Linked DNA regions of Gossypium hirsutum: region 2 is linked to region 1. A link is a contact called in public Hi-C data. All regions are on one chromosome and are shown on one strand. The core of a region is the stretch at or near the end of the contact, and the rest is flanking DNA. Distances in the headings are between cores, read along the strand shown.

Evidence for each region. A called contact is a pair of places that touch in the nucleus more often than the background predicts.
Region 2: a Hi-C map of leaf shows a contact between it and region 1, with 2.4 times the contacts expected there. The contact joins the promoter of LOC107899596 here to the promoter of LOC107899589 in region 1. A contact is called at or near these places in 7 of 34 Hi-C or Micro-C datasets (hypocotyl and leaf).

What each region holds. Positions count from the first base shown.
Region 1 is chrD04:49,242,990-49,249,476 of Gossypium_hirsutum_v2.1, forward strand. It overlaps LOC107899589 (40S ribosomal protein S4-like), which reads left to right and starts at 2,439. Exons shown (of 6, transcript XM_016825345.2): 1 at 2,439-2,454; 2 at 4,043-4,121; 3 at 4,556-4,633; 4 at 4,774-4,954; 5 at 5,206-5,303; 6 at 5,438-6,015. The coding sequence starts at 4,119. The coding sequence ends at 5,866. LOC107899588 (protein TIC 56, chloroplastic) reads left to right here. Exons shown (of 6, transcript XM_041090766.1): 3 at 1-212; 4 at 372-534; 5 at 745-976; 6 at 2,137-2,739. The coding sequence ends at 942. LOC107899590 reads left to right here and starts at 1,263. Exons shown (of 1, transcript XM_041090767.1): 1 at 1,263-2,739. The coding sequence starts at 1,983. The coding sequence ends at 2,477.
Region 2 is chrD04:49,415,608-49,421,921 of Gossypium_hirsutum_v2.1, forward strand. It overlaps LOC107899596 (probable WRKY transcription factor 33), which reads right to left and starts at 2,097. Exons shown (of 5, transcript NM_001398524.1): 1 at 1,865-2,097; 2 at 1,583-1,780; 3 at 951-1,492; 4 at 695-856; 5 at 138-595. The coding sequence starts at 2,086. The coding sequence ends at 187. LOC107899597 (CASP-like protein 4B1) reads left to right here. Exons shown (of 3, transcript XM_041090769.1): 3 at 1-85. It overlaps LOC107899598, which reads right to left. Exons shown (of 4, transcript XM_016825358.2): 1 at 6,304-6,314; 2 at 5,889-5,958; 3 at 5,701-5,791; 4 at 3,942-4,538. The coding sequence ends at 5,742.

The DNA of each region.
Region 1 (6,487 bases), core at 1,189-3,688:
AAAGGACACGAGGAGAAAACTTATAAGCAGCTTCAACACGAAGCTATAGAGAGCAAAAGACGTGATTTGGCTGTTTTAAAAGCTAATGATGGCATATGGCCTGGTGTTAGAATACCTAGCCATGCCCTATTTCTTTGGGCTGGTGGCTCTGAAATGACAACTCTTTTGGAAGCTGATTATATGCCAAATAAATACATCTCAAAAGATCTTCGGTATTACGTCTCTTTTTTCTAGCCTACCTTATCTGGTTTTGAAGATATTTGTACATCATATTGCTGAAATTACATGTTTTTTATTTTTTATTTTTTTTTATGGTTATCATCTTATATATCGAGAAAAATGTTAATAATTTAGTTGCTTCTGTGAGGCAGGCAAAAGTTGGCTAAAGTTATCCCTGGGCTAAGGCCATGGGAAGTTTTAAGTGTTGAGCAAGCAATGGATGAGATTACCTATGGTGGAGAGTGGTATCGTGAACCTCTTGGTACCTACACAACTGGTCCTCCGTACATTAGACATTGGAATAAGGATGTCAAGGTAGGGTGTAATCTCTTCCGAGTACGGTGTTGGTCAAGTTGCAAGTTTGATAACTAAAGTATCTACCCTGCTTTCAATGTATACTAGTTCTTTTTATTGGGACGATCATCCTAGGAATTGTTAAAGATGCTTTTGTTAAAATAACATGTTATGGTAATTGTTAAAGTATCTATTCTTCTGTTTTAACCTTTGTTCTTTGTATACTTGCAGAGAATATTCCGAATCTTTTACAACCTTAGCAGCCAAGTTTTTAACAAACTAGACAGGACAGTTCCTGGTTTCAATGCAATAATGGAGAAAGTACAGGCTGATTCTGCTGCGAGGGATGCTAGACGGAAGGAGAAAAGGGAAGCACAAAAGAAAGCTGAGGCGGAAGCTATATATGGTCGAAGAGAGAATGATCCATAGCATAACTACCATATAAGGAAGTTAACTCTGATTGGTAAGGTCTGACTTGACTTCCTGTAGGTTCTATATTGATAACCAATCAACCCCATTGAATTTGATCTCATAAATCACCGAAAGGAGATGGTTTCTGATTCTTTTGAGAACGTAGGCATAGTTTTCGTTTTAAATGATATATGGTGATCAATGTTGAACTCTTGTACGGGATACACTTGCTTTTTTGACAACGTATTGATTGCAATGCTGATCAATGAAGATCCTGTTTTAGCATGTAAATGGCTTTTTGGAATATAGAAGTGCCTGCCTATGTATTGTTTAGAGGATTATTTCGAATTTGAGTTGTTTTACCCTTTCATTTTGGGGTTTGACTATCGGACATTGGGGTCTCAGACCGAAGGAAAATATTTATTTTATTTCTTGTTTAATATTAATAATAATATTAATGTTAGAATGAGTAGGAATTGATAAAAAGAAAGCAAATTTCCCCACTTGCTTTTATATAATATTTGTTTGGTTAAAATATTAATTAGTCCATGTATTCTTTGTAAATTTAGAATTTAATCCTTGTATTTTTATTTTTAAAAATTTAGTCCTTTTACTTTTGAGATTTCTAAATTCAAGTTTAATATTTATTTTTATTTTACTTTTATATAATATTTTAATAAATTTAACAATATTAATAATGGGATTGGAATTTTGATATTTGAAAAGTAAAAGTAATTGTTTAAGGGAAACGATAACGTTTTCAAGAGTATTTGCATTTCTGACAAAGGCGGTATTCGATGCCACCGACCATGTATGTATGGAAATCATAAAAATGCTTTGAGAAGGGCTCCAGCAAGCTGACACATGTCCACCTATTGTTGGGCCTTTTCGACTATTTACCCAATTAATCATCAAGATATTGCCCTCTCTATCAGTATTTTATTATTTTCAGACAAGGACGATTCTGCCCTTTCCTTTTTTTCCCCCTTCACCGCCTCTCAGTATAAATAACACCTATATCTCTCCCACCAAATCCCTTGATCAAAATCGTAGAAAAGATGGATGATGTTGTGCCTGAAGCTGATAGCTTGTTGCATCCCATTAATCCCAAGGGAGATGATGAAGCAGGAGCTAAACAACATGGGGAAGAGAAAGAAAGAGCTAATGGTAGTGGATTCATTAATCATCTCATCTCAAATTTTGTTACTGCAGGATCAGATGCTGATGAAGAGAGCCAAGCTAAAGAAGCTGAGAAAGAGACCATGAGCGCAGGTGCAGAGGCCAAAAATGAAGAGAAGGGAGGTGGGTTTTTTGATCAAATCATTTCAAACTTGGTCAGTCCTTTAAGTCCCAAAGCTGGAAGCATCAGTGCTCAAGGAAAAGCTGAAGCTTTTGGTGAATCTGGTTTGAGACCAGAGGCAGAAAAGGGTGGTGGAGGAGGAGGAGGGGTTATGAACAAAGAGGAGCAAACAGAGGATGGAGGAGGTATCATTGATAACATTGTCTCTCAATTGCCCACATCTCTTCCAGGTTACACTCTTTTACCATCATAATCACTTTAATCTTTTTTCATTTCTGGGGGGTTGCTTTAGCTTCAAGTTTTTGGATATTGATTGTGAGTGTCTATAATTATGAATAAGCAGCTGATGCAGCGCCCACCAGTGATGAAGCTACTATTCTGATTCACATCGTTCAAGATTAAACAACTGTTGTTGTCTTCTTGTGTTAAAATACATATTTATTTAAGTATTTTGTTTATTGTTTAATGTCAAAATCCTTTGAGACAATTTATTACAAGTGTTGGAGATTGATTGAGTCATGTGGATTTTAAATTTTGACAAAAAAATTATAACAATTTTAATAAATGAACTTAAATTTTTAAATTTAAAAAGCAAAAAGGACTAAACTTTTAAAAATAAAATTATGGATCTTTCAATTATTAGTCTATAATTTATTCAGAAAATAAATAATTTATCTAGTACGAAGTGTAATCATAAATAATAAAAAATATTTTAAAAAAATATTTATGTCGATAAAACATCAATGAGTGTCTTAAGATGCAAGTTTTGACATTTTATTTATTTATTTTTCTCTTGTAATGACTTGAAACCATTCAATTCCATTTTATATTCATTGAAGAATATTTCTTATTCTACACTTTGGTATTTAAAGATAACAGAGTTAATTTTTTAGTGTTTAATTCAGATTTTAAAGTTGATTAGATGAAAATTCATAATTAGGTAATAATATTAACAATTAATTTTTATAAAATCAACAATAAAACCTAAATTATATCACATCTATTGGATTGTATTTGACAAATTAAATGTAAATTTAAACAAGTTAACAATTAACACTAAATTTATTCGTTTTACAAAATTATGAAAATTTCAAACCAAATTATATTAGAAATTAATTTTCATCAAATCAACCCTAAAATCCAAACTGAACCCTAAAAAAGTAAGCGTACCAAAATATATAACTTTTATCAAATACATGTACCAAATTTAGCCAAAAATAACATAAGTACCACATTAAAAAAATGTCAAACTTGAGTACCAAATGATGAAAATACAAGTACAAAAACCATAAGTTAAACCTATATTGTATATGGTTAAAATATGTCAAAGTCCTTATACTCTTTATAAATTTGAAATTAAATCTTTGTAATTTTATTTTTAGGAATTTAACCCCTCTACTTTTTAAATGTCAGAATTCAAGTCTAACTATTAACATAATTAAAATTATTTTATTAAATTCAGGTTCAGTGCACCCCATATTTTAGTTCCATTATTACTAAGTGAGTATTTTTTTTTATTTCAAAATGTCACAGCAACAAATTTAACAATATTAACAATTGGACCCGAATTTTAAAATCTGAAAAGTGGAGAGATTAAATTCTAAATGTTAAAAGTACAGGACCTATAGCATATTTTAACCATTGTATATTCCCAAAAGAACTTGAGCAACTTCAATAAAAAAAAGAGGGGATAATGAACCCAAAATTTTATCTTTTTTGTGGCCTAATGGCCCATAAACATAGTTTTGTTCATGGCAGACGCCAAATTCATATTTGGATCGAAATCTCGATAATGCCCTCATCTATTAATATATGTAGCTATTAGGGTTTCTTGTTTGAAGACCCTAGCAAGACACAGACTTTGAGCAAAGCAGCCTCATTTCATTTCTCCAATATGGTCAGTTTCTTCTACTTTTCCTAACTTCGATCCTCTTACCTTTTCTTAACTATTTCATTCTTTGATAGTTATGTAAGTTTCATGGTTTGCTGCTTAGGCGATTCCATATTAGTTTGTTCAGTCACTGTTATTCAAAGTTTTCAGCTAGCTTTCTAAGCAAATGAATTGGTCTAAACTTAATTGATTTTTGAATATTTATTATATCTGGGTTTTCTGTGATTCACACTTTTCATTGTAGCCGGGATCTATCTAATTCCTTGCCTATTTAGTATAAATGTTGTTTTGATTGATTGGGAATGGGGGACTTGAATGGAACCTTAGATTCTTTACCTGCTCTTCATTCATTGTTCTGTTATTTGTAATGGGTAGACAAATTGATTCCTTATGCATTTCAGTTTCATTTACGATATGTTGTTCTTTGCGGTGTGTTACAGGCTAGAGGGTTGAAGAAACATTTGAAGAGGCTCAATGCCCCCAGGCATTGGATGCTTGACAAGCTTGGTGGTGCTTTTGTATGTCATCATCTTGATCCCTTCACTTCCATACTAGTTTACTTTTTTTTCTTTATTGATTCAGTTCTCATTTTTCTTCATTTTTTTGCACCCATCACCTTTACCGTTTTAGATGATGTTTTCGGTTTCCATATCTGCAGGCACCCAAGCCATCGTCTGGTCCCCACAAGTCCAGGGAATGCTTGCCATTGATCCTTATTTTGCGAAACCGATTGAAGTATGCTCTCACCTATAGAGAAGTCATTGCTATTCTTATGCAGAGGCATGTTATGGTTGATGGGAAGGTTAGGACGGATAAGACCTATCCAGCTGGTTTCATGGGTACGTGTACTATCTCTTCACTTCCTCAGCTGATTTTGTCAGTTGATTTATTTTATTTGCAGCATACAAACTAGTTAGTTGAATGAACTGTATTTGGCATGGTTACTCTATTTTCCACATGGCTTCAGAATCCTTCCTTCTGCCTACTCTTTTAAGAGCTACATTTTTTAGGATTTGAATGTTTTCTCTCTGCCTTTCTTAAATTATTTTCTTCAAATATGGTCTAACTGTGCTATACTACCTTCTGGCAGATGTTGTGTCCATTCCTAAAACAAATGAGGACTTCCGTCTACTTTACGACACCAAAGGGCGATTTCGTCTCCATGCCATCACTGGCGATGAAACCAAGGTTCGGATTCTCTATCTATACTTGTTTGATCTGCTTGTTCTGATCACATTTGTATGATACTACTCGAGTATTCCAACTTTCTTCATTCTTTTAGTTATTACAATATTATCCATGTGCCTTTTCGTATTTTGCAGTTCAAGCTCTGCAAGGTTCGATCTGTCCAGTTTGGCCAGAACGGTATTCCATACTTGAATACATATGATGGTCGTACTATCCGTTACCCTGATCCTTTGATCAAGGCTAATGACACCATCAAGCTAGACCTTGAAAGCAACAAAATTGTTGATTTCATCAAGTTTGATGTTGGGAATGTTGTCATGGTCACTGGAGGGAGGAACAGAGGGCGAGTTGGAGTAATTAAGAATAGGGAGAAGCATAAGGGCAGCTTTGAGACAATCCATGTTCAAGATGCTGCTGGGCATGAGTTTGCAACTCGTCTCGGCAATGTCTTCACCATCGGAAAAGGAACAAAGCCATGGGTGTCCCTTCCTAAGGGTAAGGGTATCAAGTTATCCATCATTGAGGAAGCTAGGAAGAGGCTTGCTGCCCAAAATGCTGCCTAAACTTTAGCATAAGACATCCAGATATGTATTGCTGCAGTAGTTTTTTCTAAAGATTAGCTGGAGTTGTTTATTTATGAAGTTGTGACCAAAATTTTGAGAACTATTTACTTCTTGCAATTTATCTTTTTTTCTGGGTGATGTTTCCTACTAACCACCAGGCTTTAAATTATCGAATACTCGGCCGTTTCATGAATATTAGTGCTTTTGTTGGTTAAATGAGAGTTGCTTCCATTGGGATGAACTCCTTCCCAGCTAATGCAATATTTGTTTCCATGCCAGTCATTTTCATTGTAAAGTAACGGCATTGCAACGCAGGTGAAATTTTATCAAAAGCAAGCTTGTGACATTATAGTTTATTGAGCCTCTTGCAGGTTTTTGCCAATCTGACAATAGGTTAAGCTTGTGAAATTTTATCAAAAGCATAATGTTTTTTTATCCAGTTCAGTAAATTAATTCCGTCTACCGATTTAGCCATTGGTCAAAATTGATTGTCCATGAGTCTAGCGCACTTGGACGGGTGAGGGTCGGATGCCATGACACTTAAGTAGTAGTTCTCTCATGGATTTAGTTTGTGGCAAGTGATCATTAATACCAATTATAACATTGATAGCACCGACAACA
Region 2 (6,314 bases), core at 847-3,346, 170 kb after region 1:
TTGTTTTCTACTCTTACAATCTGCTACAAAGTTGAATAAATAAAACAAATGAATAAATGCACTAATTCTGTGTATTGAGTATTGAGTCACAGAACCTACAGAATCAAGCAACTAAAGGAAAACTAACTGAAAAACATCCACTTTGTTGATTGGTTTACTCCTAAAAGTTATGTTATTTTGCTTTTTTCAAGACAGGAATCCGTCCAAAAATGAATCATCCCTAGGTTCATCCTTAGCAAATGCCCCATCTGAGAAATGTGGTTGGCTCATGTATGATGAGCCAATGGACTTCCCCAGTCTAGAGAATCCGAAACTACCTGTGTTGTTGTTGTTGTTGTTCTGCAGCATCCCCAAGCTAACTCCCGAGTTGGGGTACATTGTATTGTTAGGCTGACTGGGGACAGCTGAAGGCCTTATAGGCATGTTTGCAGTTACAGCCGAAGGTCTGTTCATCGCGTAGCCGCTCCCGCGTGCAGCAGGAACATTGTGGTTGTGTTTCCCTTCGTAAGTAGTTATCACAGCCCTCAAATCATGGGATGCTCGCTCCACATGTTTTCTAACAGGACAACCTATTGTCGTACATTTGTAGTAGCTCCTGTATAAAAGATTTTGACGAAGTCAACAATTTTAGTTGAATAAACTGCACATCCAGGCTTCCTATTAGTAGACAATTAGGTGGAGAATAATGACTAACCTTGGATTGGGGTTTCCCTTGACTACTTTCTGTCCATATTTCCTCCATCTATACCCATCATCAAGAATATCAATATCACTTGTTGTTTGCACCACTATTCTAGGCTCTTTCACAGTTTTGCTACCACAACCTACCATACCCTCATTCTCATTTTCACCTTTCCTGCAAAAAAAAAAAATCACAAAAGCGTAAGCTAAAACAAGAACCCATTAATGGGAGAATCTGTTTTTCATTTTTGGCTATGATCCAAGCTTACCATCTTTTAGCATCTGGTTCATTTTCGTTGATATCATCACAACCATTAGTGTTACTTATTGCTGAAGAAGCTTGGTCAAAGTCATCATCATCAATGGAACCCGAAGTCTCATCTTGCATTATAAAGGAGTCTCCTAGTTGGTTCCCTAATGTACCAACTGATTGATCTGATATCTCAGCAGAATGAGACGATGAGGACCTATTACCTCTTGTAGATTGAGGCTTGGGATGGTTATGGCTACCTTTATACACTATTTCAGTAATTTGTCCATCCAAAGATCTCTCCACTTTTTTCTTTGTGGGACAATTGGGATACGTGCACTTGTAATAACTGCGTGGGTTTTCACTCCCTTTCACTTGTTTTTGCCCATATTTTCTCCAGTTATACCCGTCTTCAACCTTCCTGTTGTTCATATACTGTGATGTTTGATGGTATTGGGAAGTGTAATTACCAGCTGGTTGAGAACCTGTATTGCTCTGCATATTTGGTTTGAATTGGACCATTTCACCGCAGGTTTTCTCTAAACTCCATGCCGGTTGTTCCTGAGGAAAACCAATTCTTTTGTTTAGCCTAAACGCCCGCATGCAAATAGAATCAGAGAAATGAAATAGCTATAAGCCAGCGTTGTGTACCATAGAAACCGTGTTGGAACAAGACTGAAAGGCAGTGGTAGCGGTCGTAGATGGCAGCGTTAACTGCGTTTGAGGCACTTGGAAAGAAAAATCAAACCCCTTGGGCTTGATTCCTTGTTGATGGTCATTAGAATCGTTCTTCCAGTTTACCGTTTGAGCACCGCCAAAAGCACCGGTGGTAGTCGGAGAAGAAAAAAGCTATAAAAGAAAATACAGATGAATTTAGCATATATATAAAATTCATATGTAAAACAGAGTGATTAAGTTTAAAAAAGTACTCACAGCAGAAGTGGAGAAAAGAACAGGTGAGTCCAAGAAATCAGTCGGGCTAAAAGCTGAAGAAGGGGAGATAAGGGTAGGGGAAGGAGCAAATGACTTGAAATTTGGAACTTGAGTGCTAAATTTATTATGGTCAGAAAATGAAGGCCAAGTGGTGTTGGTGGAGGTGGATTGATTAACGTTGTTGTCCATGTTGATAAAAGCAGATGATGATGAAGCAGCCATGGGAGGAGGATATGGGGTTTGAGGTTGCTACACAATTTATATATACAAAGTATTATGGAGTATGGGGGGGTATTTCATGGTGAAATAAGGTCTTACCTTTCTCTCTGCTACTGCTCCATGATTCTTCTGAGAAGCTAAAACCAAGTTTGACCGTGGAAAAAAAAGGGATTCTCGGTCAAAGAATGTGGGTTTGACTGGACTATAGCCATTGTTGATAATTATTTTTTTTGTGATACATAAATGATCAATGGCGGCTGATCTAAGCAGAGGGGAGGGAGCCCTTTTTTTTTGGTTAAAATGCATCATAAGTCCATATACTCTTTATAAATTAAAATTTTAGTCTCTTTACTTTTTATATTTCAAAATTCAGGTCTAATTGTTAATACTGTTATTTTTATTTCTTAACTTAAGTTCATTACGATGTCATTTTTTAATTATATTGCTATCAGGTAAATATTATTTTTATTTTAAAATGTTACACGAACAAATTTAATAAAAAAAATTAACAATATTAACAATTGAATAAGGGGTGTAGATAAGGTGGCAGACAGTGGCCTTGCCCCCAAATGGTAAATATGTCTTTTAATTTCTTTGAACTTTATAAAATTATAGATTAGTACAATGGTAAAATTGCATCCCCACTCAATATATGAGTCATCTTTGGCCCCCCAAAGCTAGTATTATGGCTTTGCCTATTTGTTTTCCCTTGTTATCAAGGCAAATCCAAGTCGCTGCTTTTTGTTCCACGTTGTATGTCTTTTGCAGTACCCGCTTGGCTGTTAATCAATATCCACACTCAAGATTGCTTAGCTCATCTCAATATCATTTTCTACTTCTATTTACTTATAATTAATAATAAAACAGAGTAATATTTAAATTACTTTTTGTTTTAAGAATTTATTCTCTTTTTTTTTTTTGGATTTAATGTTTTATAGTCACTATTAATGATTTCAGCTAAAGTGGATTATGTTTTGATTTAGTATTTCAAGTTCAATTGATAACCATATTAAAGAAGTTGGATTAAATCAGATTATATGGTTTTTTTTAAAAAATAAAAAAAAACTTTGCTTGTATTGCTAATATTACACGACAAGCAAATAAAAATGTTAAATTTAGAGATGTAAGGTCTTCTGTCTTTGTAAGATTTTTTAGCAAAGTGAAATTCGGGTTTTATGCAACTTCAAATCGATGTGTGAGCATATTTCTTTTTGTTTTAAAAATACCACATATCTCAATTTCACCAAATTCTCGACCATGTTATTCAAATGCTAAATCAAAAGACTGGAGAGTAAAAAGCTCTTTGTACCCAAAAATTGTGAAAAGAGTTAGGGCCTTAGAATAGAATTCAACCTTTCTTAATTTGGCGAAAGGGAAATCATCAGCTCTATTTATAATTAAACTTCAAATGTCTTTCTTTTGATAAATGAAATTATTAATCCTATTTTAACTCAATTTTCAAATCAAATTTTACTCCTCTATGTATATATATAATAAGCATGACTCAAGTGAGTGAAAATAAATAAACTTATCTTTTCTACTTTTTTGGTTATTCCATTTGACCATTTCAATTGAACCCCATACATGTACATGTATATATATTCTTATTTTTTTATTTTTTTCTTGTATTATATATTATTGACTCTCTCAACTCTATTTATTTATACTTAATTTTTGTCTAACAAATAGATTATGCTCTATTATTGAATATTATAATAACTTATAAAACTTCCAAGAAAGTAATGTTCTGTTTTTTTCCTTATTTAGTTCACATTTGACTCATTCCTTGTGTAGGAGAGAATCATAATCCTTGACCATGTCAATTACTGTACCAGATAAATATGCAACTGTACATGCATTCTGGTTAATATGCATTCTTTTATAAACTGCTAATGAGATCAAAGTGCTAATAAGTACGATAATATACATCTTGTTCTTCATATGATAACATAAATATTTGGATCAAACGGATTTTTTCTCCAGAAAAATCATAATTCAACACTGTTCCTGCGTCTAAAGGCAACATTAACAAGTTATATTATGATAATAAACAGATGACTTGTGTATTTATTTTATTTTTTTATTTTTATTTTTATAAAAAAGCACTTTATAAAAACCAAAACCAAATTACAAAAAAGAAACAAAAAAAAAAAAAGAGTTACAACACAGGAACAAGGAACTTTCAAGGAGACAAAACAGGCATGACAACCATGCGGACCCTGCAAATAAGTAGAAAAGACATTACTTCCTGTAAGAGAGGATTAAACCCTGTTCATTCATGTTGCTGTCAAATAGAGATGTTATACAACAACAACCGGAAGTAAGGATGGTCACAATTATCTAATAATCCACGTGATATTCAATCCACCTGAACCATGAAGCATTTGAAATAAAGCTTGTTCAGAAACCCAAGAATATCCGCCATTGGCACTGCAGCAGCAGTCACTTTTGACTCCTGCATGTATTATGGGATATAGGACCATATGCTCATTCTCAGTAAGAGTTTTACGTGCTGTCTTTTGAATGGCCAAAGGTGTCACAAGTAAATAGTTATAAACGATTCTAAGCGCACATAGATAAATGGGTCCCTCTTTTTAATGAGCTTTCCATCTAGTTTATCAGAAGCTTTACACGTGAACCAAGACCACTTAAACAAGGGTGGAATTAGGAGGACAAACCCATAAAGGAGGCTTACACCTTAGCTGAGCAGCTCATAAGCCACTTTTGAGCTTGGATAAATTAGGGTTCTGCAATGCTTTAGCTCAAATATGTTTGAGATCACTAATGCATGAAGTCAAGCTATTTAGTATAGTAAGCCTACTTGATCTAGCTTGTAAATGAGCAAAATACAAGTATATGAAAGAGCTCAGCTTGACTTATCACAATTAAAACCCATCATTCCCCTTTCCCTACATTCCTCAAAAGGAATTAGAATGAGGATAGATGTTTGCTCATTAAACAAGTCAAGTAATGGAGGCTCTTGCCATTCATCTTTAGTCAAGTAAATCCCATTAAACAAGTGCTATTCATATCAGGCCTAGTAAAGTGTCCTATGAGTGGGATAAGGGGAAAAATAACAGTTAATCCATGGCTGGCTCAAGCACAAGAACCAACGTCCCTGAATGACATAAAACAAACATCATCTAACAGAAGAATATGAATTTAGGTACGAAAATAGTCTAGACTGACCATAGTCCAAACCTACGATATAAATAGTTTCATCACAGAACATGTGCAGATTTGGGTGAATTTGTAGCAAATAATATGAAATAACTAGATTATAAATTATCCATGCTCAATGATTACATAACAGGACCGAGTCCTAAACCTAAGAATATAAAATGTGCAACTTCAGCACTCTCTGGTCAAATACACACCCAAAAGTCAGGGATAGAGACTTAATTGTGTGACCAAACTAGCAGCAACAGAACTTATGACTATTCTTTATACAATCTTCAGCGCAGTGAAAAATGCGAGCTACACAAATGAAGACCAAAGTCGAGCAATGAGGCACTCACAGCTCTAAATCTTATAGGATTATTCTTATACAACATTCACAGCAGTGAAGAACACAAATTAATGAAACGAAGATCAGAGCAGAGCAATAAGGCACTCACGATTCTAAATGTTCGAAATGCAGAGACCAAGTATGTTAAACTCAAGAATCACTCTTGATTTCATCCGAATCTGAATCACTCGCATTATAACCTGATAAAAGACCCACCACAGCAAACAGCAAATTTCAAACAATTAGGAAATTATCACTTACAAGGTGATGAAGATACTAACATTTACAGAGGTGAACCTGGATGCTTATGGCTGACTTTCCAAACTGAAGACCGCAGCCTCGACGCCCTTGTCATCCAAATTCTTCCCTATAATACCAATACATCGAAGCTAAACTTAGAAACAAAGACAAGCTTAGTTGGAAGAAACAAAATGAGAAATAAGATAAACTAATCCAAAAACCCTGTTGCTGCTTCTAGTTAATCTTGGAACCTAAGAATATAGAACAAAAGCTCCAAACTTTTCTTCATCTTGTAATGAATTTTATACAGCAAAACGGCAAATTCTTAAAATTCATTAGTAAATATGTATTGCATTTTCCTAAGCAACCATAAACTCACAATAGCAACGCATAAACCCTAAACCCAGACAAAAATGAAATTAAAAAGGAAACCTGTAGGAACCAAATAATGGGGAAAAGAAAAAGGAGAAACCTTTTGGGCAT